4 separate regions of the Zea mays genome follow, and all the other regions are linked to region 1. Evidence: chromatin contacts called from public Hi-C data. All regions are on one chromosome and are shown on one strand. The core of a region is the stretch at or near the end of the contact, and the rest is flanking DNA. Distances in the headings are between cores, read along the strand shown.

Region 1 (2,913 bases), core at 141-2,640:
AGTTTTATATCATGTCCGTCTTTAGTACTTAAGAGATTGCAACAACTAAATAGATGATTGACTCTAGTGTAAATGAGAGATCGTAAAAAATATTCCAGAGAGGCAACCATGATCCATGATAACATAAATGAGCCTTTAAGTTAAAAATCCATTAGCATGAGTCTATATTTAGGAAAGACTAGTACAACGCCCGTGCATTGCGACGGCACACAAACATATTTGATACCCATAAAAAATAAATGTAAGATCAGAGTGAACATATCCTATATTAAACTGATAAGAACAAATATTACACCTTATCTTAACCAAAAGCCCGAGAAAGGTATGAGTTGAATAGGAGCCCGACCCTTTTTTATAAGTCGCTCGGGTGCTCGTTCTCCTTCAGATAGCGAGATGGTACTATGTGGGAGTATTGCTCTGCGTATGGCTTCCTATCGTGTTGGGCTTGGATGGTTTCTCAATGCCCATTTGTTAGGCAAGAAGCGGTAAAAGAAATAGACCTACATGCTTCGATGTGATGCACAACCCACAAAACCGGTGCTTTAATATAGTAGAGAGTTGACATGCTAGAAGAGAGAGACACATCTTAGCTATCGCCTGTCACCGCCTCTTTCCCAGGTTTGCGAGCGCTCAAGCATTTGTTGCCCTTCTTCTCACTGTGTGTGTGGTGCTAGCACACCAGCGTAATAGTGTTTGATCCTTACAACCGTGGATACCATAAAGATGTCGCTGGCGTTGTTGTGGTGTTGAGCGGCAACGAATACGTGAAGAGTACAGGTAAATATGTTATTGTTGTTGGTACGTGAGGATGTAATACTATTTTCACTATATTGACGCATTCTTCTTCTATTGTACTACACGTCTAGTAATAATGATCTACACTTCTCTTGTTGCATGTTATCTTGGTCGAACCTAGTAGATTTTCTAGCTTTCTGCATGTAGGTCCAGTAATTCTGAAGTGTTGATATAGTGTGTGTATAAATGTGTGTGGATGTTTGTATCTGAATAAAGACCAAGCCTCCAATAATGCTGAGGAACATGGTATATGCCTGTAGCTAGATGCCATAGACCCACATCATCAGAAATTAAACAACACATAGAAACAGCTGGATTTTTCATATATGACACAGCAATTTGTCTATGCTCCCTTTGATAGAGACACGGACATTTGTTATGTGTGCCTCATCAATCAGTAGTGCTGTATAAAGAACCACGGCTAAACAGCTGTTGCATCCTAGTAGCGCTATATCTTGTTCCTTGAGGACCAGACTTAGAAGCACTATTATCCCTGCAGCTTGCCTCTTCAGTATACTCCATCCGCTGCCCCGCTTCTCCTCATACATATATACTCTGTCAAATCCAACTTGTTCCATAACTCTTGTTCTCCATCGAAGAACAGACGACATACTCTCTCTCTCTCTCTCTTTGTCTCTCTCTACTCTCTAGACAGTCGATTAAAGGTGCACAAATGTGCGGAAAGATGGAGCACATCCACATGGAACACAAGGTGTGTATTTCATCTAGTTTCTGTTCTAGCTAGAGATGTGAATCCATATATAACTACTGGTGTTTTGTTAAGATTAACTAAAAAGGTTAAAATAGTTTAATTCCTTGTTAGAGTCATGTACTAGTACTTACTGGTTGTTTGTGTGTGTGTGTATTCATCCAATTCATCAGGGCTTACTAGGTGGAGAATTTAAAGATGGAATCTGCGCCTCAGTTCCCAGCCCCCTTCCTGGCACATCAAGCAGGCCGAACAGCATGGTTGTGAAGGTAATTAAGCAGCTAGTAATAGTATACAAGCAGAAGGTTTGCTTGAATTTTCGTCCAGAAATAATTGTGTTTGTAATAAACATATATATATAAGCAGAAGGTTTGCCCGCGGGAGTTCATCCCGGCGCACATCATCGCGGAGGCGATCTCGACGCTGCACGGGCTGGACCTGCGGTGGTCGGGGCCCATCACGCCCAGCGAGCGGCAGTACGTGGAGCAGTACGTGCTGGCCATGTACCCGCAGTACTCGCACGGCCTCATCGAGGACGGCAGCTGCGACAAGGACGACCTCTACTCCACCTACTACATGTCGCCGGAGGCCGGCGGCGAGCGGCAGCGTTCGTCGCCGGCGGGGTCGCCGTCGTCGTCGGCCGGCACGAGGCCCGACTCGGCGGACACGGTCCGGCTGGAGCCGTCGCGGCTGCTGGACATGCTCACCAAGAAGTCGTCCTTCCCGGGGAGCTTCATCTCGATCCCGGAGATCCAGGCCAGGAACCGCGTGCTCAGCCACTGCGGCCTCACCGACGACGAGTACCTCGTCCTCTTCGCGCCCACGCCGAGGGACGCCATGATGCTGGTAGGCAGAGCCTGTCGTTGTGGTTACCATTATCATTAGTTAATTCATTATTACTACAACTATAATGGTTTTTAAATCATGCCGTAGCCGGTCTTAATTCTTCTGGTTCAAATTGTTTAACCATAGGGGTTTGGTTTGGGACTAAAATTAATTATCCTGTGTCACATCGGATGCTTAAATGTTTATTATGAGTACTAAATATAATAAACATTGGCGCTGCATCGGCCATGCAGCGCCGAGGGATGCTTAAATGTCACATCGGCGCTGCATGGCCGTACTTGGTTTTTTAAGTTAGTACTACAAAGCTTTGGGATAAACTATTGGGTGATTTGGAACATTGATATGGAGGACTAACGAGGTGCAAGTGGTAGAACTTGAGTGTGACACGGTGATTTATTTATTTATTTTCTTTTTTGTAATAAAAGCCATAGCATAGTCATTTGACCCTTTATTAATCGACCCTACACGAGAACAAAATAAATGACAAAAAAAATCCAGATGGACTTTGAGCTTCTAATTTAAGCTGATCCACGTATCTGCACAAGCACGCCAATTAGGCCCAG
Region 2 (3,115 bases), core at 170-2,669, 290 kb after region 1:
AGAGTACGCCGACCTTAAACAATCTCTGCTGCTCTATGACGCATCTATAGTGATAACCGGCTTCTCTACCTTCATCTTGGCTTCAAATGACAGCGCTGCCTATTCGTTCCTGATAGGTGGCATTGGAGGGTTCCTGTACCTGTTGCTGCTCCAAAGATCGGTTGATGGTTTGCCTGTGATCGGTTCACCTTCAGAAGCTGGCGGTGCACAGCCTTCGGTAAAAAGTTTCAGCGGTGTAAGGAGGCCATGGTTGATACTATCACTAGTACTGGTTGCAGGTGCAGTTGCACTGAAGTATGGTGCTGGAGGCGACAGCTTTGCGCTCACACCCACCGACCTCTTTGTTGGCACTGCAGGGTTCCTAGCAAACAAGGTTGCTGTTCTTCTTGCAGCGTTCATGCCTATGCTAAGTGACTCAAAGAGTGAAGATGGATCTGGTGACAGCAGTTAATTGGACTTCTTTAAAAATATGTTAGTAATAGTTTCCTATAGAAGATCTGTATTCAAGACTGGAACGGAATTAGCTGAAGTGCAAAGGACAAGTCCTAGTTTCTGAACTGGAAAAAAGAACCCTCTCATCTTGGTGACTGTGTCATCCTTGCAAGGGTTCAATTCACAGCAAGAGTTCAAGTGTTGTGGCAGTTTGAAGTCAGAAACTTAAGTTGTATTTTTCAGACATGCAGGACAGCTGTGTATCATTATATCAAGAAGAAGAAGAACAAAAGTCTAGGATACTTTGAAGCACCCTTAGAAAGGCATGACCAGTACAGCAGAAGAAAAACAGAGACACAAAAACTAAGGACATGGCCATAAACTACGGAGCGTTTTGGCTTTTGCCATACAGCACAACTTGATTTCATCTTAGAAACTTGAGTTGTAGTATAGTATACTCACCTATCGGACACTGAACTGTTAAGATGATATACCGACTACAGCTTTGTTGTATGTAAAAATATGACATTTGTGAGGTTAAATACACAGTAACTATCGAAACAAAATGCTTGGCGTTGCTCCAAATCACTATCATCTGAGTATTTTCTTGAACTGGAAGCTCTAGAGCGATTGTAGATTCACTCAACACAACATTAGCAGTATACGACTGTGAAAAGTTCCTGTCAAGTTCCGCTGGGCAGTAATTTTTTAAACTTATTATCTTATACAGATCTGAGATGAACACCATTTCCTAGGCAGAATTATCATTATATTCAATTGTAAGTATTTTACCACAGTCCATAGATCTAGTCACCGGCCACAGCATGGTACCTAGCCAGGTGGCCGCCGCCCCCACCTGGATGCCGCCGCATAAACCGGTGAATTCACTGACAAGAGTAGACACCCATTTTGCATCTGAAGCTTCTGCCTGTAGTCTGGCATTAGCAGCACATCATACATATATCACCAGCTTTCTCAAGTGCTGCCAGATGCTAGACATGGGCATTCCGACGACAGTGATGTTCCGAGTAGTCGTCATCGCCGTTTTCACCCTATCGACCGCTGCAGCCGCAGGCAATGCGACAGCGAGTCCGAGCTCCGTGACCAATTCAACGGCGAGCTCGACCAAGAACACCACGGCGCCACTGTTGCCGCCGTTTGGCACGAACCACGCGGTGGGCGACGGCGCGGGGTGGATCTTCGACTGGAAGGCGAACGCCTCGGCCGCCAACTACTCCGCCTGGGCTGCGAACCGCACTTTCTTCCTCGGCGACTACCTCAGTGAGTCCTCATCCTCGGCTTCCTCCCCTGCCCAAGTCCAAACTACTGTTTCTGTATGGAGCTCAATCGATCGACGCTGGTTACGTACTGACGTGTCTGACGTGTGTGGCTGGCGGCATGCTCCATCCATCGCAAAGGCTTCAGGACGGACACCAGCAACACGGTGGTGCACACGACCAACGCCACGGCGTACAGGTTCTGCAGCGCCGGCGTCGCGGCGAGAGGCGGCGGCGGCGGGTGGAAGCCGGAGGAGGCGTTCCTCGTCGTGATGCTCACGGCGGAGGGCACCAACTACTTCTTCTCCGACGCCTTGGACGGGGAACACTGCCGGAAGGGGATGCGGTTTCAGGTCGGCGTGGCACATGGCCGCGGTCTCCCGTCGGTGCCCCCGTCGTACTACGAGCCACTCTCCGGCGCGCCGGCGGGGACGCGAGCGCGACACGATGGAGCTGTGGCCGTGTGGGGCGTTGCGATGGTTGCAGCCTTTGCTGCACTTGCGTTTTCTTGATTTTTTTTTATTATTCATAACACAGGTTGTTGACAACCAAAAATGGCTAATAGTACGAGGAAGGCTTTTGCAGTGACGTTCCAGATAGCAAAACATGGACAAATACTACTAATATTTTGGAGCATCATGGTCAAAGTCGGAAGGAAAAAGATGAGAAACGACGGCGCCTTAGCAAGTCGGTAGCCCGGTATCCGGTTCTCTTCACCACGCTGCAGCCGTCCAAAGACCATCTCCAGCAACTTTCTCATTTTCATCCCATATTCAAACTTTAACTACGCCATAAGTAAACCGTCATAAGAGACCGACCCGTTATAAATAACCGGCTGCATTAACTACGTCTAGCATCGAGCCAAGGCGAAGTCACCGGTCCGCCTCCCACTCATGACTCGGAATGTGGCACACTCATATAGCTTACAAACCCCTCAGGCTACGACACATTTATGACTCGTGCGCCTCTATCCTGCGACACACTATTGACCTATCAGAACTAGATCCGAGTGCGTAGATTGATGGCAGGACATAATAAGACGAACCGCGCTAAGCCCCAGGCTATGAAGGTCACGGGTTGACACAACCCAAATGATAACGCTCGGGCCCCATACTTCCCACGCTGTCTGCCATAAAGAATACGATGCAACCAAGTGTTCCTGAGGTCCACGGGCTCGCGTGCCTTTACCCCAGATAAAACGTATGGTTTTACCATCACCCGGTGGCTCCTTCCTGAGGAACCCACCGCTGGCCGACCGCTTCCTCGGTCTATAAAAAGAATAGGTTGGCAGAACAAGGGACACATGCACGAGCAACAGACGGACCCCATACGTGAAGACGACGGAGCAATGAACAAGAGGAGGACACATCGACGAGGACTTAGAGGTCGAGCTCCGCCGCCAAGCC
Region 3 (2,961 bases), core at 201-2,700, 330 kb before region 1:
GTTGCGTGCAAAAAAATTGGTTGCCGAATTGATTTGGATCATGGTGGAGGATTGAACTAATCCTAACCTAACCCTAATCCTTGCTATTATACCATGTTACTAACCTTGGGATTTGAGAGAATGATCTCCACTAGTGGAATGACAACTATATATGGAGAGCCTCAAGCCTCATCTGTTGTATGGTCCTATAGGATGTGCCTTGACATACACTTAACACTCCAATGGAATTCTATATCTGTAATAATAATATGATTGATCTGAATAGAACACTTTTGAAACAATTGTAGAACCTTCCGAACATATTTTTATTGCAGAATAATGTTTCAGAAATTCATAATACATCAATATCACCACAAACCAGAATTCAAGCAATAATATAAATGAACTTATTGTTAGCAATTAGCATTGCCATGAAAGCAACCGGATACATACCTTTGACCAATCAAATTGCAGACCAAGGGTGCTCCACCGGAGCTTCCTCACAAGGGTAGTTGCTGCGTTTGACCTATGCTCTTCCCCTTTCTGGCTCTCTGAGTCCACAAATTTGAAGTATTTGGATTCTGTTTTCCCTCCACAATTATTCTGTTTATTTCTTTCTTGGATATCAGGATTTTCTGCTTCAACCAATATCTGTTGATTTTCGGCAGCGATGAGTAAGTCCGAAATTGAACCATATATTGCAGTCAAATTAGTCCTATTAGGTGGCTGTGGAAATGTTTTCAAGCTTTCCCTGATCCAACAGCATTGTTCCTCAGTTGATAAAGCACCAGGAATGAAATAGAACCCTGCAGAGTTACAGAGAAGAGTACTAATATATCAGAAAAATATTTGGTGTAATGGCATTATGATTTCTTGGCCATATGGGAAATGAGAAATGACTTGCAAGTTTTGATGTTTACACACAAATTTGGGCAGGAACGCATAGTTTTATTGTAAAAGTGTTAAACAAGATGATTTGGTATTCACATAAGCTTTACTCCTGAAATGTCATCACAGGACTAAAACAGCATCTACTTTGCAAGACCTTCCCCTGTTCGAAGTGCCATGTTCAGATTCGCTAGTGAAAGAAAAAACCCTGACGACCTAATTTTAGCCCCAAACAAAGAATCGAAAGGAGATCACAGTTACCTGGCCGGTCCAAGAAGCAGAACACGGGGCGGTCGAATCCGGGGCACTCACGCCGACCAATCCCGTCAGGAAGCTCCCCGTCGGCGGCAAGCAGAGCATGGAAGTCAACTACGGCTGACAGATCAGCGCCACCTCCCTCTCCGCTAGACGGCCTGCATCCTGACCTGGACCTGGACCTGGACCTGCCCTTGACGTTGAGTGTCTTGTAAAGCTTGTACTGTTTCTCCGCACGCCGGAAAGCCGTGCGCTCCGCAGCTGTGGGGTCGGAAGTGCCGTACATCGCCGGCAGCGCCCGAGTGAGTTCTCGCCGCCGTGGCCTTCCTGGAAATGGAATGCTGCAGTCCGAGAGTTGCAGCTGGCCGCCTGGCCGCCACAAATTTCCGGCCCATGGGCCTAAACCACGAGTGTCATGACCTCGTGGGCCCTGACTGTGGTGATTGAAAAAGAAAATTCCTTTTATCTCTTTAGTACTGAACAATCAATATAACCAGCATATAGCGGTGCAAACACTACATTCCGAAAAGGGGTAGATCGACCGCTGAGTGGGGGAAGAGTGAGGAATAAGGGATAATTTTAATAATATTGTTTAATAGATTTGAGTGACCATAAGAGATGGGTTATCCAATTATCTAAACCGTGGTTTTGATGATGCGTTAGATTTAGGTGTAATTTTTTTTGTAGACTTAGTGGATTTTATGAGTGTGATAATAATTTGGTTGGGTGATTTTACAAAGTTTAAACAGGTAGATCGTATATTGTTATAGATTATAGATAAAAACGAATAATATATATACATATATAATACTCCTCATATTATATATAAAACTAGTCGGTTACCCGTGCGTTGCGACGGCTCACAACGATACCCACGTAAATTATCTACAAAAAAGTTCTCAAGATTTTTTATTGGTCGTCTCCACTCTTCGCATAATATTTTTTTATGGACGCACGGGTACCATAGGCAGCAAATCAGAGACCCACATCCCTCGCCTCCCCCACCTTCAAGGTTTCGTAGAACATGAGTGGAAGGGAAGAGGCGGGCATACCTGTTCGTTGCCGGAGAAGGACACGACGAAGACCTGGGCATCTGGAGGCGATATAGGTAGTATACTGCTAGATATATAGGGAGAGAGCACGCAAGCGGAGAAAGAAGCCCAGCTGGAGCAGCTCCAAACCAAAAGGCACCCGCACCAAGCGTTAGCCCGAGAAGGGCGAGATAATACGAGTGTCTTCCCAGCCCTGAACCCGCCGAAGCGACACAACACCAGCACCAACTCCGTAGCATATACCGACTGCTGCCACGCTATGGGCCTTATTTGTCCAATATCTCAGACCTGGACTCCTCATCGCTAAGATAATCTAAGCGTGGCAGGCGCCACCATGTCCTACTCAACGGCAAGCACGGAGAAAGGCCAGGAGCACGACCGACTCGCCCCGTACCCGCGTCAACGTCGACTCACGGCTGCGACCGTGGGCATGGGGCAGCAGATTGGGGTGGAAGAACAAGGCGAAGGCAGGGAAGACGAATGGGACGTTCGACGACGGCAAAAACGATGGTGCGCGCATGATGTGAAACGTCCTCGTGGACGTGCTATAGCCACCGCACGAGTCGGTGTCGGACGAATATGGGTAGGAGGCGCCTGCTTCTACGCCCTTTGCCGAGAATGGGGTGGCGCGGAGGTGGAGGCATGAGGGGAGAGAGAAAAGAAGTAGAATGACGAACGAGGTGGTGGCAACTGAGGCAAGGACCATCATTATCGTACGGAGGTATAGATGGCCAAATGTGTCGTGTCTGGCGAGCCGAACAGAGGCACGACCCATTTAATAGTGTCT
Region 4 (2,906 bases), core at 170-2,669, 440 kb before region 1:
CATTTTGCTGGGATCAAAACCTTATGTGTCATAAGTCACAATGATGCTTCATGTTGTCATACTGCTCATGCACTGGTCCTTTCATGGATTTGCCACTGCAGAGTCTGGAAACAAAAATGCATATAGGCACCATAATTTTCATTTTGTCATAGTTGCTTCACGTTTTGCTCTTTTAATTTTTGCAGGTGGCTTAGCTCTGGAGCCCCCAGCCTTGGAACCTCGGTGGGTGAAATCAGTCGAACGAACTGGTACTACATAAAAAATGAACCGGACATCGCACTAGCTTGTTTTTGGTGATGGTGCTGAATGTTGTGCGGGAGGCGTTTTCCCCCGTTATTAGTAGCGATCTGCGTGCTATATATGGTCGCTGAAGTCAAAATTGGCTCTCTTTTATTTTTTATCTACTACTACTACTCATTTGCGAGTGAGAGATGGTCTGGGCACACCATTCAATTGCAACGGCCTACTGGTGTGTTGCCCCCCAATGAGGGCTGTGACGATTGCGCCACTACCTCGTGAGAAACATGATGTGACCGAAATTGCTGTGTACCTGCATGGTAGAACAACGCACTCTTTGGTATCTGGTTGCCTTAATACGTGACCTGGTTAATTCAGTTTCCAGTTTGGATGGGCACAAGATAGCGATTTGCTGTGGCGTTTTAGTTGTTGTTGCTGTGCTGGGGGCAGAAAGTCTAGTGCCGTGCTTGACGAAGACGGGGTCAAAGCGCTTGCAGCGACGATGTACGATTTGGAGCCATGCAACTAGCTCGTCAGCATTACTCTAAAGTAATACTGCAACTGCAGTCAGTTGAGCTCGAAGACGCTGAGAGAGTAATAGGATACCATTAGCCTTTCCGTCGCTCCTAGTACTTGGCTTTCTGTGGAGAATCGGAGCTTTATTATAGCAATCATCAAAACGAAGTTGGGTACGTACTTGGGTTCATAGTCTTCTCCACATGTTCAGCGAATATGACTTCTGGCCGGCTTCGAGGGATGGGGATGCAGCACGCACGGGCACGGCCGTTGGTTGCCAAGGGCCGAGCCTTGTAGGGGTCGGAGAACACGAGCTTTGTTGGTTGGTCGCGCGCGCCGAGCGGCAGCTGGCCCTTGGACTGATCGACCGGCCAAGCCTGTGCCGTTTGGCCGCCTCGATGAGTCCGCCTCACCGCGAGGCAGCCAGCAGCAGGCGGCTGCGGCCGCGAAAGAACGCAAGAGTGAGGTGGCCCTTTGCAGAAAGCACCTCAAGTCCTCTGGAATTTTTGCTTCCATGAGCGTCGGGTGTACCGGATCCACTCTATTCCTAGGACAGTTTCTACGATAACCCCAGACTCCAGGGACCCCATCCAAAACCCCGGGCCGCAATATTTCTATCCCCTACAGGCTACAGCACTGTCCACCTTCACTTCCGTCCGTTCCCCCGAACTCTCTCTCTCCTCCTCGGCCACCTCCCATCCCCGTTCCTTCCCCTCCATCTCATCACCGCCGCCAGCGCCAAAACCCTACCCACCCACCCACCGATGGCCTCCCCGGCGCCGGCGTCCCCCGCGGCCGCGGCGGCGCACTGCCCCCCGCCGCGCATCGGGCTCGCGGGCCTCGCCACCATGGGCCAGAACCTGGCCCTGAACATCGCCGAGAAAGGGTTCCCGATCTCCGTCTACAACCGCACCGCCGCCAAGGTGGACTCCACGCTGTCCCGCGCGCGGGACGAGGGCTCGCTGCCGGTGCTGGGCCACCGCGACCCGCGCGGGTTCGTGCTGTCCCTCGCGCGCCCGCGCGCCGTCGTGCTGCTCGTCCAGGCCGGCCCCGCCGTCGACGCCACCATCCAGGCCCTCTCCCCCTACCTCGAGCCCGGGGACGCCATCGTCGACGGCGGCAACGAGTGGTACCAGAACACGGAGCGCCGCATCCAGGAGGCGGCGGCGCGCGGCGTCCTGTACCTCGGGATGGGCGTCTCCGGCGGCGAGGAGGGCGCGCGGAACGGGCCCTCGCTCATGCCCGGCGGCAGCGCCGACGCCTACGCCAACATCAGGGACATCCTCCAGAAGGCCGCCGCGCAGACGGAGGACGGCGCCTGCGTCACCTTCGTCGGGCCCGGCGGCGCCGGCAACTTCGTCAAGATGGTGCACAACGGGATCGAGTACGGCGACATGCAGCTCATCGCCGAGGCGTACGACGTGCTCCGCAGGCTCGGGGGCCTGTCCAACTCCGAGATCGCCGATGTCTTCGCTGAGTGGAACAGGGGGGAGCTCGAGAGCTTCCTGGTCCAGATCACCGCCGACATTTTCACCGTGGCTGACCCGTTGGACGGGAGCGGGAGTGGCGGCGGGGCGCTGGTTGACAGGATTCTGGACAAGACTGGGATGAAGGGGACCGGGAAATGGACCGTGCAGCAGGCGGCGGAGCTTGCGGTGGCAGCGCCCACGATTGCCGCGTCGCTGGACGGGAGGTACCTGTCAGGGTTGAAGGACGAACGGGTCGCAGCCGCTGGGGTGCTGGAGGAAGAGGGGATGCCGGCGGGCCTGTTGGAGACGGTTAATGTCGACAAGAAGGTGCTGGTGGATAGGGTCAGGCAAGCGCTCTACGCCTCCAAGATTTGCAGCTATGCGCAGGGCATGAATCTGCTGCGAGCCAAGAGCGTGGAGAAGGGATGGAACCTTAACCTCGCAGAGCTTGCCAGGATCTGGAAGGGCGGCTGCATTATCCGTGCGAGGTTCCTTGATAGGATCAAGAGCGCGTACGACAGGAATCCTGAGCTCGCCAATTTGATTGTTGACAGAGAGTTTGCAAGGGAGATGGTGCAGCGGCAGAACGCGTGGAGGTGGGTTGTGGCACGCGCGGTGGAGGCTGGCATTAGCACGCCAGGAATGACTGCTAGCCTTTCGTACTTCGATACCTACAGATCAAGT

Evidence for each region. A called contact is a pair of places that touch in the nucleus more often than the background predicts.
Region 2: a Hi-C map of leaf shows a contact between it and region 1, with 4 times the contacts expected there. The contact joins the promoter of LOC100286162 here to the promoter of LOC100274961 in region 1. A contact is called at or near these places in 4 of 25 Hi-C or Micro-C datasets (ear, endosperm, leaf and 1 more).
Region 3: a Hi-C map of ear shows a contact between it and region 1, with 2.0 times the contacts expected there. The contact joins the promoter of LOC100382739 here to the promoter of LOC100274961 in region 1. A contact is called at or near these places in 2 of 25 Hi-C or Micro-C datasets (ear and leaf).
Region 4: a Hi-C map of leaf shows a contact between it and region 1, with 5 times the contacts expected there. The contact joins the promoter of LOC100856973 here to the promoter of LOC100274961 in region 1. A contact is called at or near these places in 5 of 25 Hi-C or Micro-C datasets (bundle sheath, leaf, seedling and 1 more).

Annotation. Positions count from the first base shown.
Region 1 is chr4:19,817,145-19,820,057 of Zm-B73-REFERENCE-NAM-5.0, reverse strand. It overlaps LOC100274961, which reads left to right and starts at 1,390. Exons shown (of 4, transcript NM_001174537.1): 1 at 1,390-1,507; 2 at 1,678-1,773; 3 at 1,871-2,350. The coding sequence starts at 1,469. It also overlaps the pseudogene LOC111591476.
Region 2 is chr4:19,531,002-19,534,116 of Zm-B73-REFERENCE-NAM-5.0, reverse strand. LOC100286162 (plastocyanin-like domain containing protein) reads left to right here and starts at 1,419. Exons shown (of 2, transcript NM_001159050.2): 1 at 1,419-1,713; 2 at 1,851-2,291. The coding sequence starts at 1,422. The coding sequence ends at 2,221. LOC100384115 (Lipase/lipooxygenase PLAT/LH2 family protein) reads left to right here. Exons shown (of 4, transcript NM_001176703.2): 4 at 1-994. The coding sequence ends at 451.
Region 3 is chr4:20,145,543-20,148,503 of Zm-B73-REFERENCE-NAM-5.0, reverse strand. LOC100382739 reads right to left here and starts at 1,450. Exons shown (of 7, transcript NM_001175456.1): 1 at 1,129-1,450; 2 at 433-785. The coding sequence starts at 1,408.
Region 4 is chr4:20,260,704-20,263,609 of Zm-B73-REFERENCE-NAM-5.0, reverse strand. It overlaps LOC100856973 (6-phosphogluconate dehydrogenase, decarboxylating), which reads left to right and starts at 1,419. Exons shown (of 1, transcript NM_001254857.2): 1 at 1,419-2,906. The coding sequence starts at 1,518. It overlaps LOC100286018, which reads left to right. Exons shown (of 12, transcript NM_001402555.1): 12 at 186-634.